Linked DNA regions of Mus musculus: all the other regions are linked to region 1. A link is a contact called in public promoter capture Hi-C data. All regions are on one chromosome and are shown on one strand. The core of a region is the stretch at or near the end of the contact, and the rest is flanking DNA. Distances in the headings are between cores, read along the strand shown.

The links. Promoter capture Hi-C pulls out the DNA fragments that hold promoters and counts their contacts.
Region 2: a promoter capture Hi-C map of liver shows a contact between it and region 1, with 4 times the contacts expected there. The contact joins the promoter of Gpatch4 here to the promoter of Krtcap2 in region 1. A contact is called at or near these places in 2 of 39 promoter capture datasets (liver and pre-B cells) and 1 of 115 datasets of contacts at active chromatin or transcription factors (pancreatic cancer cells).
Region 3: a contact with region 1 is called in a promoter capture Hi-C map of pre-B cells, with 2.1 times the contacts expected there. The contact joins the promoter of Dennd4b here to the promoter of Krtcap2 in region 1. A contact is called at or near these places in 1 of 39 promoter capture datasets (pre-B cells) and 1 of 115 datasets of contacts at active chromatin or transcription factors (pancreatic cancer cells).

What each region holds. Positions count from the first base shown.
Region 1 is chr3:89,244,886-89,248,404 of GRCm38.p6, reverse strand. It overlaps Krtcap2 (keratinocyte associated protein 2), which reads right to left and starts at 1,967. Exons shown (of 5, transcript NM_025327.3): 1 at 1,890-1,967; 2 at 1,473-1,627; 3 at 1,277-1,340. The coding sequence starts at 1,893. It overlaps Trim46 (tripartite motif-containing 46), which reads left to right and starts at 2,508. Exons shown (of 10, transcript NM_183037.2): 1 at 2,508-2,690. The coding sequence starts at 2,628.
Region 2 is chr3:88,041,374-88,044,892 of GRCm38.p6, reverse strand. It overlaps Gpatch4 (G patch domain containing 4), which reads right to left and starts at 1,787. Exons shown (of 8, transcript NM_001110809.2): 1 at 1,714-1,787.
Region 3 is chr3:90,263,677-90,267,195 of GRCm38.p6, reverse strand. It overlaps Dennd4b (DENN/MADD domain containing 4B), which reads right to left and starts at 1,961. Exons shown (of 28, transcript NM_001356483.1): 1 at 1,635-1,961. Crtc2 (CREB regulated transcription coactivator 2) reads right to left here. Exons shown (of 14, transcript NM_028881.3): 14 at 3,071-3,519. The coding sequence ends at 3,496.

The DNA.
Region 1 (3,519 bases), core at 718-3,217:
GATGAGAGGGTGGAAGGGGCTAAGAGGTCCACTTGTCCAGCTGGAGCCAGAAAGGAAGGCAAAGAAGAGGATTTTTTTCTTCTCACTTCAAGACAGGTTTCACTGTGTAGCTCTGGCTGTCCTGGAACTTGCTCTGTAGATCGCGCTAGCCCTGAACTCACAGAGACCTGCCTCCCTCTGCCTCTAGTGCTAGGATTAAGAGCCTGTGCCATCACTGTCTGGCTGAAAGACAAGGTTTTTGCCTTCCAACAATTTCTTTCAGCATATAAGAAACACATGGGACAGAGTGGAAGAGACAGAAGCTCTGGGCATTGCTGGGCGGAAGCTCTGGAAACCTCCAACAGGGCCGTGAAGACAGCAACAATGGCGGGCTTCGGGGTTTCTGGGTGAGTCTTTCACGGGGCCACAACTGCTTGCTTTTCCCAGCATGTGGCTTTCCAAGTGGCTCGGTCCTGATGCCGACTTTGTTTTATGAGCCCTATTCTCCATCAGATCTCTATATGAACCATCTAACAAGAATTATCACACACAAAAACTGATCTATCAGGGCTGGAGATGTGCCTCCATTGGGAGAGAGATTGCCTAGCATGTTCAAGGACCTGGGCTTAATCGCCAGCACCTCATAAACTACATGAGGTAGTGCTAATCTCAGGACCTGGGAAGTGGAGGCAGGAAGATCAGCAAGTCAAGGGTTTAGTCATTCACAGCCACACAGGAAGTTCAAGGCCAGTGTGGGCTACAGAAGGGAGGAGAAGAAAGGAAGAGAGAAACAAGCGGATGCAGAGAAAGAGAGTGAGCTCTAGCGGTTATTCTCTATTCTCCTTCTGTCAGGGGTCCTGCTATTGGTAACATCCCAGTGAACACAGACTTCACAATCTCCTCCAGCAGCAGTCAATAGTGCGGGCTCAGTTCCACATCAGAATCCCTCAGTGGGCTTGGTTTTGCTTTCTTCTCTCACAGGGACAAAGAACACCTTCTCCTGGATGCCTATCAGACATCAGCCCAGGCTTGACTGTTCACTTGAAACCTGTCCTGAGAGCAGACCAGGTTGGCCTTTTTCTTTCTTTTCCTCTCCCTCCCCTCCCCTCCCCTCCCCCCTTTTTGTGCTTCTCTTCCAGCTCCAATAAAATGCTTAATCTGAAAGCATCTTCTGTCTTCAAGATTGTGTTAAGCAAATGTATTTCTCCTTTATCATCTAAGCACAGGGAAATTCGGCATCATGTTTGGGAGAGGTTTAAAAAAAAAAGAGTCCAGTTAACTATTGAGTTTCACTTACTCTCAGGGAAGATTTTTGCTTGGAAGCCTTTACCAAAGACCAGATTCTCCAGATTATTGAAGGCCTGGGTGATGTAATTAAGGAGAAACTCACGCAACAAGATAGGAAGTAGAGGGACTGCAAAGCCCTTGCCACCCACTCCCGCCCATGTTCTGTTCATACACCCCCGCCTCCCCTTCCAGCGCGAGGAAGATACAGTCAGGGAGAAGACGAAAAGGCCGGAGCCCAGCAGGCCCCCCTGAATGGTGAGCCACTCGGTGGAGGCCAGCTGGCGGCTGTAGATCTGCATGCCAGCGAAGAGCAGCAGGGACAGGAGGGAGGACAGCGCCAAGGAGGTCCCGGTACCGACTACTATAAATGAGAAAAAGAGTCAGGCTAAGATTCAGGCAGATTCACTCCGGAGCTTGGCTCACCAACCACTTCCAAGTGACCCAGCCCCCACCCCACAGCGACCTCCAGGAACCACCCGGCCCTGCACACCCAAGTTCCCGCCTGTCCGGAGGAAATGCTAGTTCCCAGGACACGTCAGCTTTACCGAGGCTACGGAGAAAAGAGGACCACCCCAACGCCCACTCCCGCTAGAGCAGCCCGGGCATCCCGCCGGTGCGGTTACCCATCACGCCCCGTCCGTGGTCCAATCCGTGTCCCTGGAGAAAGAGGGGAGCCAAAGCCGGCGCGGTTGTCTGTACGCAGGCGTCGGGGCCAACGTGGACTTGCTTTACTTCTTCCTCTACGCGCCTTGGGTGCAGCGCCCTCTTGTGGCAAGGAGGAAATAATGCTTCTAAGAGCATTCTAGGCCACCGCCCTGCTTGGTCTCCAGCCTTCTGTAGCCAAGGCATCTGCTGTCTCTCTGGACAAGCTGCACTCATCTTTCAGTCATGATCCCATGGCCTAGAGTCACCTGTGCCTTCATTGCTATTCATGTCATCTCCCGTACAACTTCCTCAGACCTCCCTGACCCACTATAATTGCCTCAACAACTCCCGAAGATATGTGCCACCCAAGATGTAGCACCGTCCACCTGGAGTTGTTCTTCTGAAACGAGCTTCGTGCTTTATGTGAGTAGTATGACCAGGAATCGATGCAAGCTTCTAATAGGAGGAATGGTTCCTACCTCAAATACCCTCCATGTTACCCACCCCCTAGACCGCCTTTGGAGAACCACGTGGGAAGAACTATTTCCCACCCCCTACCTCGACGGACGCAGTTCGAAGCTAGTCCCTGGAGCATGCGCAGTGACATCTCACCCTCCCCACCCCTCCCTTCACCCCACCCGGCTCCTGCATTAAGCCCCGGGTTCGCAGCAGCAGCCAGGATCGGGCACCCGGGGGCGGGCGGGCACAGTAGGGCCATGGCTGAGGGTGAGGATATGCAGACCTTCACTTCCATCATGGATGCACTAGTCCGCATCAGTGTGAGTTAAGGTGGGGTCAAGGGGAAGGGAGGGGATGTAAAGGGTCGGGGCAAGCCAGACCCTTGAACAGGTGGGGGTCCAGGAAGAATATGGATTATAGAGAAGGGATTAGTTAAGACAGAAATGACTGGGAGGGCGGAGACGCAAGTGTGGAGGGATCCTGGGGACAGCCGAGTGGTGAGACTCCCGTTTGCTGGGGTGTAGGCAGCGAGAAGCTGCCCGGACCCAGCGGGTAGGCTTGGGGTAGCTGCCAGGCGTGCACCAGGGCTATGAGAAGGGGCATGTGTGAGCTTGGATGTTTTCCAAGAAACTGAGGACAGGTGTGGCGGGGGGTGGGGTGGGGTGATGAAAAAACCGCTCCTGGGTGCAGTTCCCAATTTGGACCCCTCCCGACCACCCCCCCTACCGCCCCCAACCCCCCCCCCCGCTAGCTGCCGTGCAGCCTCCCGTTGCCATGGTAACCCGTGCCCGTCTCTCCCAGAGGCGGTGCCAACCCTGCTCCCCCCCACCACTTCCTTCCCCCTCCCTCCCTCTCCCTCCCTCCTTTGTGTCAGCTGCGCCCCTGACCGGGATGGCTGCGAAGAGAGGGACCAAGGTGAGGTGTGGGGGTGGGGAATAGCCAGAAGACCCCTCACCAAAAGGGGGAGGGATACTTCCGGTGGGGAGGGGGCAGGTAGGCGGGGCGCTCCTTCCTCCCCCACCCTAGATTGAGCAAAGGGTTGAAACAGGCCGAATTTCTCCACCAGACTGGGTCTGATAGCTCTAGTATAGAAGGCAAAGAGAGATGGGTTGATTTGGGGAGACTGGAAGAAATAGAATTGAAGAATGG
Region 2 (3,519 bases), core at 538-3,037, 1.2 Mb after region 1:
GTTAAGGGACTATGCTCTTGTGTACTCTGGTGTCTAGGAATACTCTTCAATTCTGCATAGCTAAATGCCCCAAAGCTCACAAAACCTTATAAAATGGAGGCAGGGTGTTAGCAATCGTGACAGTCGAGTTTAGGAAGAATCACATGTCTATCCACCTTTCCATTAGGAAGGATGATTGCATGAAGCCCAAATGAAACGGAACTGTGAATACAGCAACACAAAAACGGGGTAAAGAAGTGGTCTTCTTGACCAAAGTGTGGACACTTAACCCCTTCCTAGAAATGGGAACAAAACACCCATGGAAGGAGCTACAGAGACAAAATTTGGAGCTGTGACAAAAAGATGAACCATCTAGTGATTGCCATATGCAGGGATCCATCCCATAATCAGCTTCCAAACGCTGACACCATTGCACACACTAGCAAAATTTTGCTGAAAGGACCCAGATATAGCTCTCTCTTGTGAGACTATGCCGGGGCCTAGCAAACACAGAAGTGGATGCTCACAGTCAGCTATTGGATGGATCACACGGCCCCCAATGCAGGAGCTAGAGATATTACCCAAGGAGCTAAAGGGATCTGCAACCCTATAGGTGGAACAACAATATGAACTAAGCAGTACTCCGGAGCTCTTGTCTCTAGCTGCATATGCATCAAAAGATGGCCTAGTCGGCCATCACTGGAAAGAGAGGCCCATTGGACTTGCCAACTTTAGATGTCCCAGTACAGGGGAACGCCAGGGCCAAAAAGGGGGAGTGGGTGGGTAGGGAATTGGGGGGGGTGGATATGGGGGACCTTTGGGATAGCATTGAAAATGTAAACGAGGAAAATACCTAATTAAAAAAAAATTAAAAAAAAAAAAGAAGTGGTCTTCTTGGATTTTTTTTGTTTTTGAGGGCTTACTAATTAGCCTGGCTAGCCTGGGTTACACTGGCCTGCCTCTCTCCCAGGTGCTACCTTGCTTCTTGAAATGGAAACAGAAGTAAAATTTAGATGCTGAGGTCACCATGCAAATACCACTTATTATAAATACCAAATTATTTCTGACTATTTTAACAGTAAGAATAATCATACCCCACACTTGTAGTGCATTGACTCACCACGAACCTGCTATTAACTGCTTCACATGGATTGTCTCATTGATGCCTGCCAACATCTTATAAGAAGGTATTACTTAGCCTTAATTTACAAAGAAGAAATCGAACACTGCTAATTCGAACACCAAACAACTGGCAAGTAGTGGATCCAGGATTGGTAGTGAAGCATTTCATGAGCAACTCACTGCTTTGTACCTTTACAGCTTCTTTCTTCTGCTGTAAGCCTTCCCCACATTCTATTTCTCATCACAGTAATTCAAAACCACACTTCCCGGAAGGCGGAGGCAAGCTTTATTTCCCAGCCCTTGAGAATCGTTCAGCGTTTCTGGACTGAAATGAGTGACACAGTAGGAATCGTTTTTTAACGCACTTGCAATGGGCCGGCGTGGGCAGACGCAGCCTGATCTGCGAAGGCTGCAAGTACACTGAGACGCGGTCTCCTTTCCAGCCAGTTTCCAGGGATGTCCAGAGCCACCCGTTTGCAGCAGCCTAGAGGACCAGCCGCCGCCTTTTCCTCCGGTTATAAATCCAAGCCCCGCAGCCACAGAGTCAGCAGGGTGGAACTACTCTCCGATCTTCGCCCTTGCTCCCGCCCCTGGGGAAAGCAAGCTCCTTACCGTCAGTGTACAGTCCTCTCCGTGGAAGCACGTGTGACACCCGACTTGGGTGCAGCCATCTTCCCGGAAGTGAACTTTGGCCCTTCTAGGATGCAGAAACCATAGAGACGTCCTGACAGTAGCCACTCCCCTGGATGTTTGCCACGGAAACTGAGTTCCAGGCTGGGTGCTAGTTTCCTTCCTGCAGTTGTTGGAAGCCAATGCGCCGCCCTAACCTCTGTTTCGGGTCCCCCACCCCCACCCCCACCCCCGACCCTATCCTGAGCTTTCCGGAGTTAGTGCCTCCCTTGAGGCAAGGACACTCAGGCTCTGCGTAGCGGGATCAGCACTGGTTGCACACTACCTTGTCCCTTTCGTACTGGGAACACAAGAACACTTAAGACTCGACCCTTAACTTGGAGGAGCATGTAGACTTGCTCCAAGAAGAGGAGACGAAAAGGGGTCCAGGGCACCGGAGCTGCAAGTACACCATTCCCACCAGCAGTTGTAGGCTTCTGCGGCCGGCCGGCCGCCCAAAAACAAGGGAAAAGAGCGTTTCATATTGCCTCCCCATATGGGAATAGCCATTTGCTTGTTATCTAGAACGCAATTACGGCAAAGGATATAATAAAGAAAATACACTGAGGGCAGAAGAGATAGCTAACCCATTAAGAGTGTTTCAGATTGAGTTCCCAGCACCCATATGGATTCCAGAGGATCCAACACCTTCTAACTTCTGAACTGCAGATGCATACATGCAGGCAACGCACACACACATATAAAATTACATCCTTAACAATTAATTAAAAAGAAAAGAAATTACAGTGGGGGATCTTCAAGAGCATCCAAGTCTAGTTACCAGTATCCATGTTGGGTGGTGACACATGCCTTTAATCCCAGCACTCGGGAGGCAGAGGCAGACGGATTTCTGAGTTCGAGGCCAGCCTGGTCTACAAAGTGAGTTCCAGGACAGCCACGGCTATACAGAGAAACCCTGTCTCGAAAAACAAAACAAAACAAAAACAACAACAAAAAAAGATGCACAGTATCCATGTTGGGTATTCACAGGTACCTGTAAACTCCAACTCCTGGGGACCCATGGCCTCTGCTGGTATCTATAAACATATACACAGGCCCACTCACAGAAACACATAATTAAAAATGAATCTTTAAAAAAGCAAAACAGAACAAAACAAAACAAAACCCATGATAGCAGAAACAGAGATGCAATGGGTGAATTCTGAAAATCATCCTACTACCCTGACCATGTCAAGAGAACGGGAGTCTTTTGTAACAAAAGAGTTATCTGGTCACATCTGTGTATCATTTGTGTGAGGCCCATATTAGGATAGTGTCTTAATTGTTGTGAAGGAACAACATGACCAAGGCAACTCTTCTAAGGAAAAAAAATTTAATTGGGGCTGGATTACAATTTCAGAGGTTCAGTTCATTATCATCGTGGTGGGAGGCATGGCAGCCTGCAGGCAGACATGGTGCTGGAGGAGCTGAGAGTTCTACATCTTAATCCAAAGGCAGGAGACAGGGACTGCCTTCTGCAGGCAGCCAGGAGGAGACTGGAATTCCACATTGAGCAGAGCTTAATCATGGGAGACACACACATCCTCTGCCAAGGCCACATCAATTCTAACAAGGCCACACCTCCTAATATTGCCATTCATTTTGGGCCAAACATTCAAACACATGATTCTATGGGGGCCAAACCTATTCAAATTCAAATCACCACAGGCAAATAGGAGCATCTCACTATCCTGCTAACCAATACATTTTTATAGCACCTCCTATAGTAGTTTGAGTACAAATGTCGCT
Region 3 (3,519 bases), core at 712-3,211, 1.0 Mb before region 1:
TTTTTTCCCAAAGAACCCAAACTCCACTCTACAACACACAACTGACATATTCCTCACCTATTCCTTTAAAGGCCTGCCTCTCCTTGCCCGCTACAATTACGTCTCAGAGAACACAGTATTTTCTGTAATGGCCTGCAATGACATCATTCACTCTGGCTACCACATTACACCAACTTTTGCTTTGTCAAAGGTCTCTGCTCTTGTAGCAACACCACAAGAACCTTCCGATGCAGCTAATGTTCTTAAAGCACCCATCCTTTCATTTCTAGAAGACTTTACAGATGCCTAGGAAGGCTTACAAAACCCAAGATTTAGCTTCTGCTCATCAGATTTCAAGTATCCTTTTTTTTCCCTAGCTTAACTTTACCTAGTTGGCCAAGCAACCAGGACTTTCCCATCTCCAGGATCCTTAGGTGTCTGTAGTTAGGCACAAAGGGACTGTAGGAGTCAGCTCCAGTCATGCCATGCCCGCGCCACCCAGCCCAAGACAGAATCGGGGCCACAACAGCCTATTGGTAACTTATCTCACCTGCCTCCATGGCCTGACCCTGGGGAGTGGAAGCCCCAAGAGTCCTGAGGTGCCCCAGGGTGCTGAAGGTGGGAAGAAGCCTGGCGGGTAGCTTGCAAGGGGCTAGAGGCTGAGAGAGTGCTTCAGAGGGGAAGGGAGGCTACTTCCTGAAATGGCTGCGAAGGGGAAGCTGTCGCTAGCTCAGCATAAGTCAGCCTATGGGTGTGTGGTATCGCTGGGGGGGCGGGGGGGATAGTACTGTTTAAGGTGCCAGCACAGCATCAGACCAACGCAGACCTCCCACTAAGGGTCCTGTGCAAGGCAGGGAAGCTTTTAGTGTCTCCAGGATGCACAGTCTATTTAACCTCCCGCTCTTCCTCAGAGAACTAGAGCCAAACCGACTGTCTTCTCAACCTGGCCTCTGGACACACATGCCCCAACTCAAGCTAAATTTAGCTTGAGCTTCTCTACATCTGAGAGGTGAAGCCAGGAGTCAGCGTCAGCCTCCTGATTTAACTCCAGGACACAGCTCACTCTCTCATCCACTGCAGGCCAATAGTAGTTCTGTGCTCCAGACAGTAGGCAAAAGCCGTTAGATGAGACCCTCTATAGGCAAGTGGGTGGTCCCGGATCAACAGGACTTGTGTGTCCAGGCCTTCCCTTATCCAGCCAGGGAAGAGTCCTATAGAATGCAGCCCCTTCTCCCTTGGGGGAAAACAACGGCACTGGAGCCACTTTGGGTCCCAACGCCCACATGCCGAATGACGGGAAGTCGGGGCTAGGGCAGAGGGCGCGGCGCGGGGGAGGTGGCTGAGCAAGAGGCCGGAGGGCCGAGAGAAGCGCGCGCGGGGACTGCCGAGGACGTGACGGCAGCAGCGCCAGCAGCCGCGTGACCCAGGCGGGAAGGAGGGGTGCTCTGGCTTGAGCGCCCGCGGGAGCTCCAGGTTGTAGGATGTCGAGCACAGCTAGCTAGCTCTGGGTTGCGCCCTCCCCTCCACTTTCACTTCTCTGGGAGGGAGGAAGCGGAACCAGATGCGCAGCGTAGAACAGCTGGGGACAGTCCCTGGAGCCGCCCGCCCTCCGCCCGCCCTAACCCGCCCGCCGCCCCGCCCGGTCCGGCCCCTACCTGCCTGCCCTGGGACTCCCCAGCCGGCCCGCTGGCGGGTGGCTCTGAGGGCGGGCTGGCGGGCCGGCGGGCGGCTGGGCTGCTATCCAGCCCCGGACATGGCGCACTCGACTTAGGAGCCGCTCGCGCCCGGGCTGAAGGAAGAAGCAGCAGCCGAGGGCGCCGGGCACGGTGGAAGAAGATCTGGGCGGTCCCAGCGTCCCCGCGCGCTGCGCCACGCGGGGACTGCTGCCACACCACACCGCTAGTTCCAGCCGCGCGGTCCTCCCGGCTCCCACGTTGCTGGGGACCCCAAGCTCTTCAACGCGCCCTGCTTTCTCCACTCATACCCGCCCCCCACCCCCCCAGGAGCCGCGGGCGCCTCCGCTATTCTGCCCCCCCCCACACACCCGGGCCTGCGGCCGTGACCCTGGCTAGCGCCGGCCCAACACCCTGCCGCCTGCAGTGCGACCCCTGGTGGCTGGGAGGGCCCCCTGCAACCAAGCGGATTCCCACCACCCGGAGGAAAAAGCAAGACACTGACCCCAGATGGCCCCGAAGTCAGAGTCGGTGCTCCTGTCCTGCCCTACCGTCAGATGTGGCCACTGTGCCACAGCGAAGGCCCTGAAGACCTAGACCTGGGAAACCCAGGTGACTCCCCACTTCCACGTTTAGAACCCACTGGCCAGAGCCAGAAACTCTCAGTTCTTCTTTCGAGAAATGACAAGAACATTGAAAAAGAGGAAGAAAGGCATGAAGCCGAATAGTGGAGGTGTAGCACTCCTTTCACTATGCTGGGTGAAGTCTAACAAAGCCTTCGTGGAACATGGTTGTCTCCCAAGGATCTATTGCGTTAAACCCAAATGGAGCAGTGAAATGGATGAATCGACATACAGTCCTCAGAACATGAGATTGCTTAGGTCCCCCAAACATAAACCAAGTAAGCCAGCTAGGCCTGCTTACTTCTCTCTAGAAGCATCAACACTGGCAATAGCCTCCTCCAGGAGAGGGGAGGATTTTCTAACAGAAACAACTGTGACTTGGGACAACAGCCTCTCCTTACCCAGGGCTTCAGAAGAGTAACTTGTCAGGCTAGTCACGGTGCCCCATCCCCTGATGCTGCAGCAGGCAGGGCCTTAAACAAACAAGGGCACATAAGGTGACTTCCTGCTGCCTCGGTGAAGTCTGTATAGGCTTTAGGATACATCCAGTTTGGGACCTAAATCTGAGAATGGTGCTTCCGCACAAGCACAAAAGTTCTGAGAGGATTAACGCACACCCGTAGCCCTAGCACTAAGGAAGCCAAGGTGCCAACGGGCACGTGTGACTTCTAGGTAGTCTGCCCTATGTAAGAGAAATCCTGTCAAAAAACAAACAAACAAAAATGCAACACAAAAGAACCTATGGCACCAAACCTCCTTAGGTCCCCAGCCATGTACCAAATAGCCAAGCACACAAAAGGTTTAATAGGATTTTTTATTAACATATAATATATTTAATAAAAAATAATATCCATTCTGGCTCTCTCTTCCATTGCAAGGGGAAGAGAAATAGGGAGGGGCTGGTAGTGCCCATCCCTTCTGGACAAGCCCTCTCTCCAAGATTTCCCTCTACACCTTGCTTCCCAACAGGCTCTGACCTCCAGACAGACGGTTTTCAAAGTTACAAGTGCTTTTAGGCCCTCCCTTGAATTCCCCCAAGCCCACCAGACATACAGCATTCAGGGGCCACCTGGCCAAGCCCCTTCCCTTTCCTCAGTTTTAGGATCCTTCATTCATATTAGAAAAAGGATCTGGGGGCAGAGAGTAGTCTCTACTGGCCAGGGGGAAGGGATGAAGACTGATGGGACAGGGCCATGAAGAAGGATGGCAGTGAGGTCCCCTCACTGTAGCCGATCACTACGGAA